Regions from separate parts of the Mus musculus genome. Here regions 1 and 2 are each linked to region 3. Evidence: chromatin contacts called from public HiChIP or PLAC-seq data. All regions are on one chromosome and are shown on one strand. Each heading gives the region's core, a stretch centred on a gene start, on an enhancer-like site or on the middle of the called end of the contact. The rest is flanking DNA. Distances are from core to core; before and after follow the strand shown.

Evidence for each region. HiChIP or PLAC-seq counts read pairs in DNA pulled down with a chosen protein or histone mark.
Region 1: a CTCF HiChIP or PLAC-seq map of the NIH/3T3 cell line shows a contact between it and region 3, with 9 read pairs. The contact joins two enhancer-like sites. A contact is called at or near these places in 2 of 39 promoter capture datasets (the HPC-7 cell line and HPC-7-derived erythroid cells), 1 of 15 datasets of contacts at CTCF or cohesin (the NIH/3T3 cell line), 1 of 484 Hi-C or Micro-C datasets (CD4 T cells) and 1 of 115 datasets of contacts at active chromatin or transcription factors (pancreatic cancer cells).
Region 2: a contact with region 3 is called in an HNF4G HiChIP or PLAC-seq map of pancreatic cancer cells. The contact joins two enhancer-like sites.

Annotation. Positions count from the first base shown.
Region 1 is chr1:135,850,727-135,854,404 of GRCm38.p6, forward strand. It overlaps Tnnt2 (troponin T2, cardiac), which reads left to right. Exons shown (of 15, transcript NM_001130181.2): 12 at 1-94; 13 at 626-716; 14 at 970-1,010; 15 at 1,301-1,542. The coding sequence ends at 1,346. Among named protein-coding and RNA genes, the nearest start is that of Tnnt2, 16 kb to the left of the region's middle. Within about 2 kb of position 1,780, at least 88 of the 459 cell types and tissues checked have an H3K27ac peak or open chromatin away from gene starts, as enhancers often do. A contact at or near this core is called in the NIH/3T3 cell line and pancreatic cancer cells, where this site is marked.
Region 2 is chr1:135,893,530-135,897,151 of GRCm38.p6, forward strand. All of the region lies in intron 2 of Pkp1 (plakophilin 1), which reads right to left. Among named protein-coding and RNA genes, the nearest start is that of Pkp1, 24 kb to the right of the region's middle. Within about 2 kb of position 2,077, at least 20 of the 459 cell types and tissues checked have an H3K27ac peak or open chromatin away from gene starts, as enhancers often do. A contact at or near this core is called in pancreatic cancer cells, where this site is marked.
Region 3 is chr1:135,533,902-135,537,555 of GRCm38.p6, forward strand. It overlaps Nav1 (neuron navigator 1), which reads right to left. Exons shown (of 30, transcript NM_173437.2): 2 at 3,296-3,398. Among named protein-coding and RNA genes, the nearest start is that of Gm32940, 24 kb to the left of the region's middle. Within about 2 kb of position 1,625, at least 125 of the 459 cell types and tissues checked have an H3K27ac peak or open chromatin away from gene starts, as enhancers often do. A contact at or near this core is called in the NIH/3T3 cell line and pancreatic cancer cells, where this site is marked.

The sequences.
Region 1 (3,678 bases), core at 530-3,029, 320 kb after region 3:
GGAAGAGACAGACAGAGAGAGAGAAGAAGAAGAAGATCCTGGCAGAGAGGAGGAAGGCGCTGGCCATCGACCACCTGAATGAAGACCAACTGAGGTGGGGACAGTTGGTTGGGTGGCCCCTGGCACTCTTCCTGAGTGAGATGGAAGGCACTTCTCACTGTAAACCGCCAGAGGGAGGCACTCCCTCACACATTTGCCCAGGCTCCAGTGCTGGCACCAGGCCTCAGCAGGTCAGGCCTCCCTGTGAACTTTGGCGACAGGGAAAGAGAACTAAGCAGGCCCTTTTCTTATCTGAGCTCCTGCTTGGCCACATCCACATGGGAGGTGGAAAAGCAGATCTAGATGCTCTGTTGTACCAAGAGGGCTTCTCCTCAACTTCCAGCTCTCTGTTGTGGCAGCCCTTGGTGTCTGTCCCTGAACCCTGGGCACAGTAGCTAGGAGCCAGAATTCCAGAATGGTCAGGTCCAGAGCACAGGCTGGAGGTGGGCACCCTTTGCAGACCTAACTGTGCAAGGACAGGCTGGGGCCCGTGAAGGCTGAGTTAGGACCAGGGTGAAAGCCAGCCAAGGCCACTCCACGCCTGTCTTCATCGCTCCTCACCTCGCTTCCATTGTGGCTCCTGCAGAGAGAAGGCCAAGGAGCTGTGGCAGAGTATTCACAACCTGGAGGCTGAGAAGTTCGACCTGCAGGAAAAGTTCAAGCAGCAGAAATACGAAGTGAGCTGCTCACTGTGTCTATCCGGCCATGCTCCTGGTTTGACCTAGTCCCTGCTACCGCTGACCCTCAGGCCCCTTTTCCCTGTCCCCATGCAATCCATGCACTGGTCCGTCTCCAACCGTGTTCTCATACTTCCCTCCACCCTGTTTGTACCCTTGCTTCGACACTGAGCCCCCTCCCTCCTCCCAGGCCTCCTTGAATGAGCCCCAACTTTATAATTTATCTTCCCTGCTTCCCCTCCCCCGCCCCCAGATCAACGTTCTGCGAAACCGGATCAATGACAACCAGAAAGTGTGAGTGTCTCTGGCCCTTCTCTTAGCACGATGCATCCCACCTCCCCTCTCCCCATCCTGTTGTCAGGGTTCTGACCCCAGCTTTCTCCTCTCTTTGAGTCACAGCTTCCTTCTTTCAGCCTTGGGCACAGCACCCAGTGCAGGGTGGGATAGGGGGTCCAAGGTGGTTGTTGTATTCCACCCCTGCTCCAGAATGCTCATCTCAACCCTTATCTCCCCTCCCCTGCCCGCTGTCCCATTGAGAACTGCTACCCCATCCCCCATCTGATGGGTTCCTGTTTCTCCTGTAGCTCCAAAACTCGTGGGAAGGCCAAAGTCACCGGGCGTTGGAAATAGATGAAACTGTTCTCGTCAAAGCTGTGCCCCCTGCTTGTGTCCTTGCCCCGTGCATCCCAGCTCTGGGTCCTCCTTGGCACCCAATGCAGACTCCTGTTTGGATAGTGGGAGCTGGCTTAGCTAGAAGCCAGTACTCTGCCTGACCCCTATGCCCGCACTATGCCAGCAATAAAAAGCCAACACACTGCACATATGGAATAGTGTTTCTCATCCGCCCCCTCCCTGAGTGTTACAGAGAATCAAGACCCTTGTATCTGTCCAACTCGGAGGAACTTATGCCAGTCTGGTCTTCTTCTCCCCTCCCCCCAGCTGGGGAGAAGCCGATGGCCGAGTATCGTGCATACATTCTGAGAACCGGAGGGAGGTGCGGGCAGAGGGCAGGGTTTATGTTTTAGCCTGTGAGAGTCACCAGGAACAGCATGCTGAGGAAGAGGCCTGTCACACAGGGAGGGAGCGTTCCCATGTGAGTCATTTGCTGGTGAACAATGGAGCCTCTTTGAATGGCTGCTGTTTTCTTTCTCCTCCTGGCCTGGGCACTAAGAGCCCACTGTCTGAGGGGGCAGGGAGCCCTTGAGGGAGGAAGGAAGGCTGGTTTCATTGGGCAGCTGTTCAGGCTAGAGCTGCCAAGGGACTTGGCCTAGCTTGAGTGCCTCAGTTTCCCCTTTCCCATGATCTGCATGTCTTCCAGGGCTTAAAGATCTCAGAGTGAAAAGGATAGCATGGTGGCATAGTTTCTGAGCAGGAAGCAAAGCACTTGGTCCATCAGCTCCCTAGGACAATCCTCCAAGCGGGAAGGTTCTCCTGTACCACCCAGCCTTTCTCAGGTCTCCCTGCTGGAATCCCTTCTCCCTGTTTTTTCTTTGCTATCCATCAGCCTGTGAGTTTTGCCTCAGAACTTTGCCCGTGATCTCTGAGGCAAAGTAGACTCACCTCTCGTTGCACTGAGCCCAACTTAAGCCCAACTTAGGCCTTCTAGCACACACTATTAGATGGATCTATTCCTACAAGAATCACTTGCCCTGCTCCCTGGCCACTGTACTGAGCTATTTATCCTGAGCTAGGAGCCCATAACAGATATTAACGGTACAGGCATAGAAACAATACGGCCCTAGGGGCTCAGCCTGTGGTCATGGCTTTGCTTGTTCATCTCTATTAGTTACTATTCTTGTTTGCCGTAACAAAATACCAGGCAGAAGCAACCTAAGAAAGAAAGGGTTCATTCTAGCTCACAGTTTAAACAACAGAGGGCATAGTCCACCATGGTGGGAAAGCACAGAGAAGAGCGTGAGGCTGCTAGCTCTTCCATGTCTTTGTGGATCAGGAAGTGCAGACAGCCTGGACCAGTGGTGGAGTGGACTATAATCCTCAAGTCCCACCTCCAGGGCCTCATGACTGCCAGGCCCCACATTCAGAAGGTTCCACAACCTCCCAAGCAGTGTCACCATTGGAGGATGAAGTGTTCAAACACGCAGGCTGGTGTGCAAGTGGGGTGGAGCGATGGGGGTGGGGGTGGGGGTGGGGGTGGGGGTGGGGGTGGAGCTGTATTTCACATCCAAACCATATCGCATCTATTCCTCAGTAGCTATGTCCCGAGCTCTGACTATATGCTGGACTCTGTGGGTCACAAAGAGGCTGTGATGGGTATCAAAGGAGCAGATAGGGCCTCACGTGGCCATGGCAGGCAGGAGTGCTTTTGGAGGAAGGTGTATCTAGTGAGCCCTAGTGGGAAGAAGGGGAGATCACTGAGAGATGTGTGTATGTATGGAGGGCGGGAGGGTTTACAAGTCTTAGAAGCAGGAGGCAGCCTGTCCCCTTGCTCTGAACTTTCCCCATCCCCAAAACCATATCTTTTCTCTTAAGGTTATCTGGGTGTTGGGAAGTTTTTGTTTGTTTGTTTGTTTTTTTTGTTTGTTTGTTTTTTTCCTTAAATGCTCACCATTTCTTTGTAGTGAGGATATTTGTCATGGGCTTTTATCTGTAGTAGTTCCCACACCCCAACCCCAGTCCACAGTTTTCTTTCCGTTATTATCATCAGTCACCAGGAAGTGTAAACACAAGTAGTTCAAAAAGGGTGGGGGGAGGGGCAAAAGAGAATGGGGAACATCCAAATAACTTTTTATTCCTACATATTAGTATTATGGTCCTATTTTACTATTACTTACTTTGCTAGCCTTTTGCTGTGCCTAATTTACAACTGAAACTTCAGCACATGTAGGAAAGCCATCACATATATAGGTAGGGCCTTGGTTTTAGGTAGGAAAGGTCTTTCCTCAAAAAAATGTAGGACTGGCTGGGCAGTGGTGGCACTCGCCTTTAATCCCAGCACTTGGGA
Region 2 (3,622 bases), core at 827-3,326, 360 kb after region 3:
AAACAGTTGCAGCCAGAGAATGAACGGACACCTGTGCCCACCGCAGGTGGGAGAGCCCTGCTGCCAATGCCTCTCCAGCCACACCCCCACACTCAGATAGGCATCTGCTGGCAGCCTCCTCCTCTTTGAATACAAAGGGGGCATACATACACACACACAAGTACACACACACACACACACACACACACACACACGAGTGCACACATTCACATGTAGGACTATCTCATACTTTCTTGGGAAACTCAAACTTCAGGTGGGATAGCCCGTGAATCTAAACATTCCAGACTAGAAAGTCATGTCCTGGGAGCAGAATTGACCGTCAACAGGCTGGGCTAGACCGGTAAGTTGAAGCTCAGAACGTGGGCACAGAAACATCCTTCTCCACTGGGAACACTTGTGAAGTTCTTGGGAGGCGACTCTTATGACCACAGTCCAAGGTAAGCCAGATAAGACTGCATGGGCCAGAACTCCCCATACTCAGCCTATGTTCTGCCCTCTCTTTCCTAATGACGTAGGAGGAGTCATTAGGAGAGTTACCTGCTCAGAAAGGGAAGCCAGGCTTTGGGCCAGGCTGTATTTGTTTCCTTGCGTGGCTGTTCCTGCATCTGAGGAAGACACTTCTTCATTATGCTAGAGAAGCCCCCAGGTTGTTTAGTGGCTCTGCCTTTAAGGCCCCCTGCCCTCTGCCCCAAATGTTTTCTTTCATTCTTCTCCTTCTTCCTGAAGACGGAGGTGTTTCAACCCACACTGATGCTCCCTCTCTTCCGGCTCATCCTTAGGTAGGAAGCTCTCAGGAGCCCACTGGGTCACTGTGTAGGCAAGGAACGTGAGTTCTAGAGTGAGCTGGATCAAAGCAAACCAATACATTTCTTAAGCTCCTACGGCCCAAGAAACCTGTATTTGCTGAAGTCTTCGGGCAGGACAGTAAGCAGCCATTCTGGACGAGGTGGCACCCACCTGACTGTTCTCTCTGCTTTCTTCTTTTGTATTGCTACCGATCGGACTGTGGTCCTAGGCACTTCCTAACTTCTCCCACCAGACCCCAGGGTCCCCCTGGCCCTGCCTCCTCAGACACTCAGACCTGCCTTTCTCAGGCAAAGCTTCCGTCAGTCCCAACTTTGCTGCAGAGCTTACTGTATCTCTGCTACTTACCAGGCAAGCACATCAACTTGACCCTATTCCCTCTAGCCCTCTATAACCCCCACAGCCAGCCATTTCTTCCCTCCTAACACCTCCCTCTCACACTGTCCCACAACAGCAGACATACCCTGGGCCCCTGCTTCACCTGCTCTCTGCCCACCATTTGAACTCTACATTTCTCTCAAGTCTCTGCCCAAACCTGTCATCTACATCGAGTCTGTTGTGCCCCTTCCTGGCTCTGGATGCCCACAGCTGGACTCCTCCAGCTGCACACCTAATATCCCCTGGTCTTGTCTGCTCTCTGGTTATCACAGCAGGGCTCATTTATTCTCCCAAGCTTTTCAAGCAAAAGGCATTTTACTGTGCCTAGCCCGATGAGTGGTGGTGGTAGTGGTGGTGGTGGTGGTGGTAGTGTGTGTGTGTCTATGTGTGTGTGTGTGTGTGTGTGTGTGTGTGTGTGTGTGTGAGCAGTGGCTGGGTTCCCAGCATGCACTGGTGGAAAAGAGAGGATTTCTCCTGGGAATGGAGGCTCCAGTTGCTGTTGAGCACTGGGTTCCCCATGGCCTCCTTGCCCAGGAGTCTACCACAGATGAAGTGGGCTGGTAGAGGATAGGAGGGCCTCTGAGCAGGGCAAGACAGGTGGCACAGACTGAGCTCTGCTGAGGTTCAGGACACTTCCCTTTACCCTGACCTGGGATATAGCTGATACCTGGCTGATCCCAGAAAATTCTATTTCGATTCTGCATAACCAGACAGAAACTGCCTAGCTCTTTGGGAGCTGTATGTGCAAGGCAGGCCAAGATGAAAAGAGTGTCCGTGTCCCCAGCTATTAGCCCATTTTGAAACCACGCTTCTGCCAACAAGGTGGGGCTGGCCAAACTGGCTCTGCCACAGGACACACCCTTCTCTGCCTGGCAAGTCACACACCCAGTGGAGTGTCCAACAGGGCCATGTTCAGCAAGGCAATCTCCCCACGCCCTTTGCATGAAAGCCAGTATGCATACAACTTCACAGAGTCCTCATCCCTTGTGGGCCCAGAGAGAGCTTTCTAGAGAAAGGACCTGACCAGAAAGCCCCTGCAGGACAGGCTTCATGGTTGTTAATCTCTCAACTACCATTGCCTGTCTGTGCCCACTGAGGACCCTTACACAGTAATGACAACAAGCTGTCTTGCATTTTACTAGGGATTTGTCCACTCCTGCGGAACAAGCTATATCTGATATGCAGATACTTTGTTGAGTGTTCCTGGGCCTTTTAGACTCTGTTCCTTTACCAACAAGGCATCCAAGAGGGGCACACAGGACCCAAGGCATAGAGAGTTCTCTGAAAGGCACAGAGGGTTGCTTATTTAGCAGTCTGAGTCAGTAAGTGAGCTGCTGAGATCTGAGTTACTAAAGATGGAACTTCATCAGGGAGAGAGTCAGTCTCTGACTCGTCTTGAGAAGCAGAGGGCCCAAACTGGGCTGGACTTCTTATTTCCTGGCACACAGTTGTAAGGACAACCACACTGGTCGGACTCCCCGATGTCCATTCAGGCACAGAGGTGCCACTTGGCCTTGAAGGAGGCTGGGGTGGGTGTTCCTCTTTGTGGAGTCTCAAAGGCAAAGAGACACAGCTGCAATTATGTCACCACAGCCTGAAACTCAGGGGCACTCCAGAAACACCCGAGAGATGCCCATGATCCCAAAGGTACTGTCTGGTTAACAGTTTTGTTTTGTTTCTTTGGTTTTTCAAGACAGGGTTTCCCTGTATATCTTTGACTGTCCTGGGACTTGCTCTGTAGACCAGGCTGGCCTTGAACTCACAGAGATCCACCTGCCTCTGCCTCCTGAGTGCTAGGATTAAAGGTCTGCACCTCCTCTTCCCCATTGGCAACCAGTTCCTATCTGAGAAGAGGAACAACGGCAGACTCCACTGTAGTCCAGCTCCAGGGCCCAAATACGTTTTGTTACTGATTTTTTTGTCTGTCTGTCTGCTTGAAATAGTCTTAACTCATTGTCCAGTCATAATTATTCTTTCTCAGCCTCCTAACTGTTAGGATTATAGGGATGAGCCACCTTAGAAAAACATTAAAATGTAAAAAACAAACGTTTGGGTGCCCATCTCGAAAGTGTACGTAGACTTTGTGAGAAAGCTGGCCAGTAACAAACACTCAGGGTCTCTCTTGACCTCCGAAGAGCATGAACTGGGAGCACCTACCAATACAATACGTAATAATGGTATTACGAGACATTTGCAGATAACTGAAGACGGAGCTCCCAAAGCATCTAGATGGCTGCAGCCCAGGTCTGGGGGCACTACAGAACTCTGATCAGTAGCCTGAGAGGCTTTTGGGAGGTGTCTTTCTCTCTGGAGACACCCAGTGTTCCTGTGACCTGGCCTCCTTGGCTGTAGGTTCCAGGTCCTCCTTATGGGGGTGAGAAGCCCCTAGGGTCTCCTCATATACAGTGAGAGGCATGAAACTGAGCAGGTACCAACTGCT
Region 3 (3,654 bases), core at 375-2,874:
TGAAAAAAAGAAAAGCTCTCCCAAATGGTTTCTATTGAGCTGGAGAAAATGGCCTTCCTTCTCCTTAGCAGAACTGGAGGAGTCAGCGGTCCTGGGAATCAGCATTGGGGTTCTTGCAGCTGACCCACGGGAATGAGTGATGTCCTGCGTGCTCTCCACTGGCCTACACCCACCTTTCCCTGTGGGCCCAACAGTCCCAGCATCCTTTGCAGTTCTGCATCAGCTACTAGTTAGGGTTGGACCTCAACACCATCTCCATCTCCTGGGGGACAAAGGAAGTTCCCTGATGTCGGGGAAGCCACGGTCAGTCTGGTTGCTCACCTCCGTATTCTAGCACCTCATGAGGGAGGAGGCAGACCCAGGATGACTGTGCTGAATGTGGTAGGGACTGTCTCACCACAGATGAAGGTCAGGGCCTCATGCAGTAAGTACTTAGCAAAAAGAGGCTAACTGTGAGATGATGATGATGGTGGTGGTGGTGATGATGATGACAGAGGAGGAGCAGGAGGAGCAGCAGGAGAACATGGGGGTACACGGGGGAACTGGCTTGGGTACTTGGCTTCCAACACAGTAGCAAGCACATAAGGAAGTGAGGGCCCCCCACTCACCTCTGCCCCTGGCCTACCCTCTGTGTTACTCTCTGAACAGAAAACGCCTCTCTCCTATTTTGAGGCTCTATTTTGTTGTTGATGATTTTGTTTTGTTTTGTTTGTTGTTTCTTGAGACAGGGTTCTCTGTGCAGCCCTGGCTGTCCTGGCATTCACTCTGTAGACCAGGCTGGCCTCGAACTCAGCCTCCCCAGTGCTGGGAGTCGAGGGATGCAATATAACCATCCAGGTTTTTGCACTAAACCCCATCTCTAGCTCTCAGAGGAAAAGGTTTCTAGCTCACAGCTGATCTTCTGACCTGCAGCCCGAGCCTGGCCCCAGGCTTGCCTCTGGGGTATGGGAGGGGGGAGGTCAGTTTTGTTTCCTCTCCTCACCATCCCTACCTCAGACTTTTCTCACAGAGGGAAACATAGCTGCAGAAATAGAGGATGTAGCCTGAACGTCAAGTTTCCAAAAAGGAACTGAGTCTAAGTCACCCTGTGAGTCCCAGGGGGAGGGTGACCTTGGCAGATGCACCCTTAAACCCCCAAGGCCTTCGGGATGAGACTGTGTTGGCTCTGAAGGCTGGTGCCTCATGCTGTGTAGATAGATGCAGAGCTGCCCACATCAGCCTGTGGGGTCCAGCGTGTGTGTCTTTTCCCCCCAGTCTTTTCTCTAGTTTAGGGGAATATTGCTCCAAGGTACAGGGAGAGATTGATTGATAAAAAGCACTTTAAAAAGCAAAAGAGCCGTAAAAGTCAGGACACTGGTGTTTGGGTTATCCAAGTGTGGACTGGAGCTAATGTAAACTAAAGGCTAAGAGAGGAAGTGACCCGGACGGAGTATACAGTAAACAGAAGACCCAGAGGCCTGTTGGTCCTTTCTTTTCCATAAAGGGAGGCTGGAGCCAGAGGCCCCAAGGCTCTTGTCTCAACCAGTCAGCTTTAGGCTTCCCGACTTCCCTGGGGCCTCAGGGCAGGCATGAAGACACCAGGAGGCTGGAGCAGCTGCCTCTGCCCTGCTTCTGGGGGTGAGTCATTTGGGGTGTGACTCTTATAGCAGCTCAGCAATTCTCAGCTCCTTTGGCACGATCTTGGCCAGTGACTTGGCATGGAGAGATGTCCCAGAAACTTCCTTGGATAGGGGAAAGATTTGTCTATAGGGGGCTAAACTGTTGGATAACAGCTGAGTTAGAGCCTCCACTCTATCTCTATCTGGATTCCTATTTAGGGCTTGTGGGATGGGCAGGGGCTGTACCAAGGCTCCTGAAGCAACACAGACCACTTTCCCCTTACTTCCCTGACTGCCTCCTCCTAGTCCTCAGAAAGATGCTTAGGCATCTGGGACTAAGAGCCAACTCTTTTCTTTCTTTCTTTCTTTCCTTTTTTTTTTGTTTTTTGTTTTTTTGTTTTTTGTTTTTCGAGACAGGGTTTCTCTATGTAGCCCTGGCAGTCCTGGAACTCACTCTGTAGACCAGGCTGGTTTTGAACTCAGAAATCCACCTGCCTTTGCCTCCCAAGTGCTGGGATTAAAGGCGAGTTTCACCACCACCAGGGTAAGAGCCAGCTTTTTCAAGTCAGGGATATGAGTGGGCCTGTAGGGGGTAAGGGGAGGAGAAAGGTCTCAACAAGAAGCCCTAAGGCCAATGGATGAAGGCTCCCAAGGCCGAGGTTCAGCAACAGTTATGTGCTCCCACAGAGACTGCAATGATGCCCTAAAGGTAACAGGTCCTCTGACATTGAAGGCATGAAGGTGTGTCTGGATACTCCTCTGGCTGGCTGTGCCCTGAGCTAATAAAACTCCCTTTCCCCATGTCCCAAATTTGCATTCAGTTTTCTAGCACCAGGAGACAGAGAGGAACCTACCTCTAGTTCAACTGAGGAGGCTTCTGGTTCTTAATAAACAGGCCCTCTATGTCCATGCTCCACGATTTCCCAGTCTTGGCTGCCTGCTCACCTCCCCCCTCAGAACTCAGCTGGGCCCTCTGTCCCCCTTAGAGCTGACAGTATGAGCTCATCTGAACAGCCCAGGGAAGCCCAGAGGAACTGAATGGGAAATTCTGACTCACGGAGGGGTTGGTGCCAGAATGCTGCTCTTGGGGAAAAAGGCTGAGGGAGGGCTGTGTACCCTATAGCTGGGGGCTTGGGGGTTTCTGTAAGGGCTGGGGGAACAAGAGGGGATACCACTGGGTTGATTTTCTGGGTACCAGTATGTAGACCCTGTTGGGCACTCAGCCCTCCTTTAGGAGTGATAGAAGAGACTCGAGGACACCTGGCTGGTAGAGGGCTGATGAACCCAGGTGTTGGGATGCGGGGTACTAGCATCCCAGAGGGATGGGACTGAAAAGGAGGAGGGGTGAAGGGGTGTTCAGTAAACAAAGGCCTCTTGAAAAAGGAGGAGACTGTAGCCCACAGAGAGAACAGGTACCACAAACTGCACACCTGGCTTTCCACCCATACCCAGCCACCGTCACGGATGATAGCCTGTGTTCAACCATAAGCAAAGGCAAGACTGAGCAGGGTTTCTGCAGTGGTGCCGAGTTCCCCTTTCTTTGTAGCGCTGGCAATACGGGGGCCCCAAATGCCTGTGTTCACAGAGGCCAAGGCCCTCTGGTCAACCTGGGATGGCCATGTGGAGGTGTGGGGAGACACCGGCCCTTGCCCTCCAGACCCAGTAAGAGCACATCACCAAGGGCAGCCCAAGCTCACCTGTGAGTCACCTGGGAGCCTCGCAGGCTGGACATGGTTTCTTCCAGGTTCTGTCGGAGATCCAGAACGTTCTGTACTGTTCTCTTTCTCTGCGACTCTGGATCTGGCGAGGAGAAAAGAAAGAGGCGGTGAGAGGAGAGGACTCCTTGAAGGGACCTGGGAGTAAGGGAATGGGAGGCAGACACCATTATCTCCCAGAAGCCAGACCCTGGGGCCAGCCACCTGCTTCTTCTGTTCCTCAAAGATGACTGACAGTGCAGGTGCAGCTAAAGACCTCCATGTGTGTCCTGGGCTGGCTGAAGCCCCATACCCAACAAGGGCTACAGATAGGACCCCTCAGAGCCTCTCCCTGAATGACC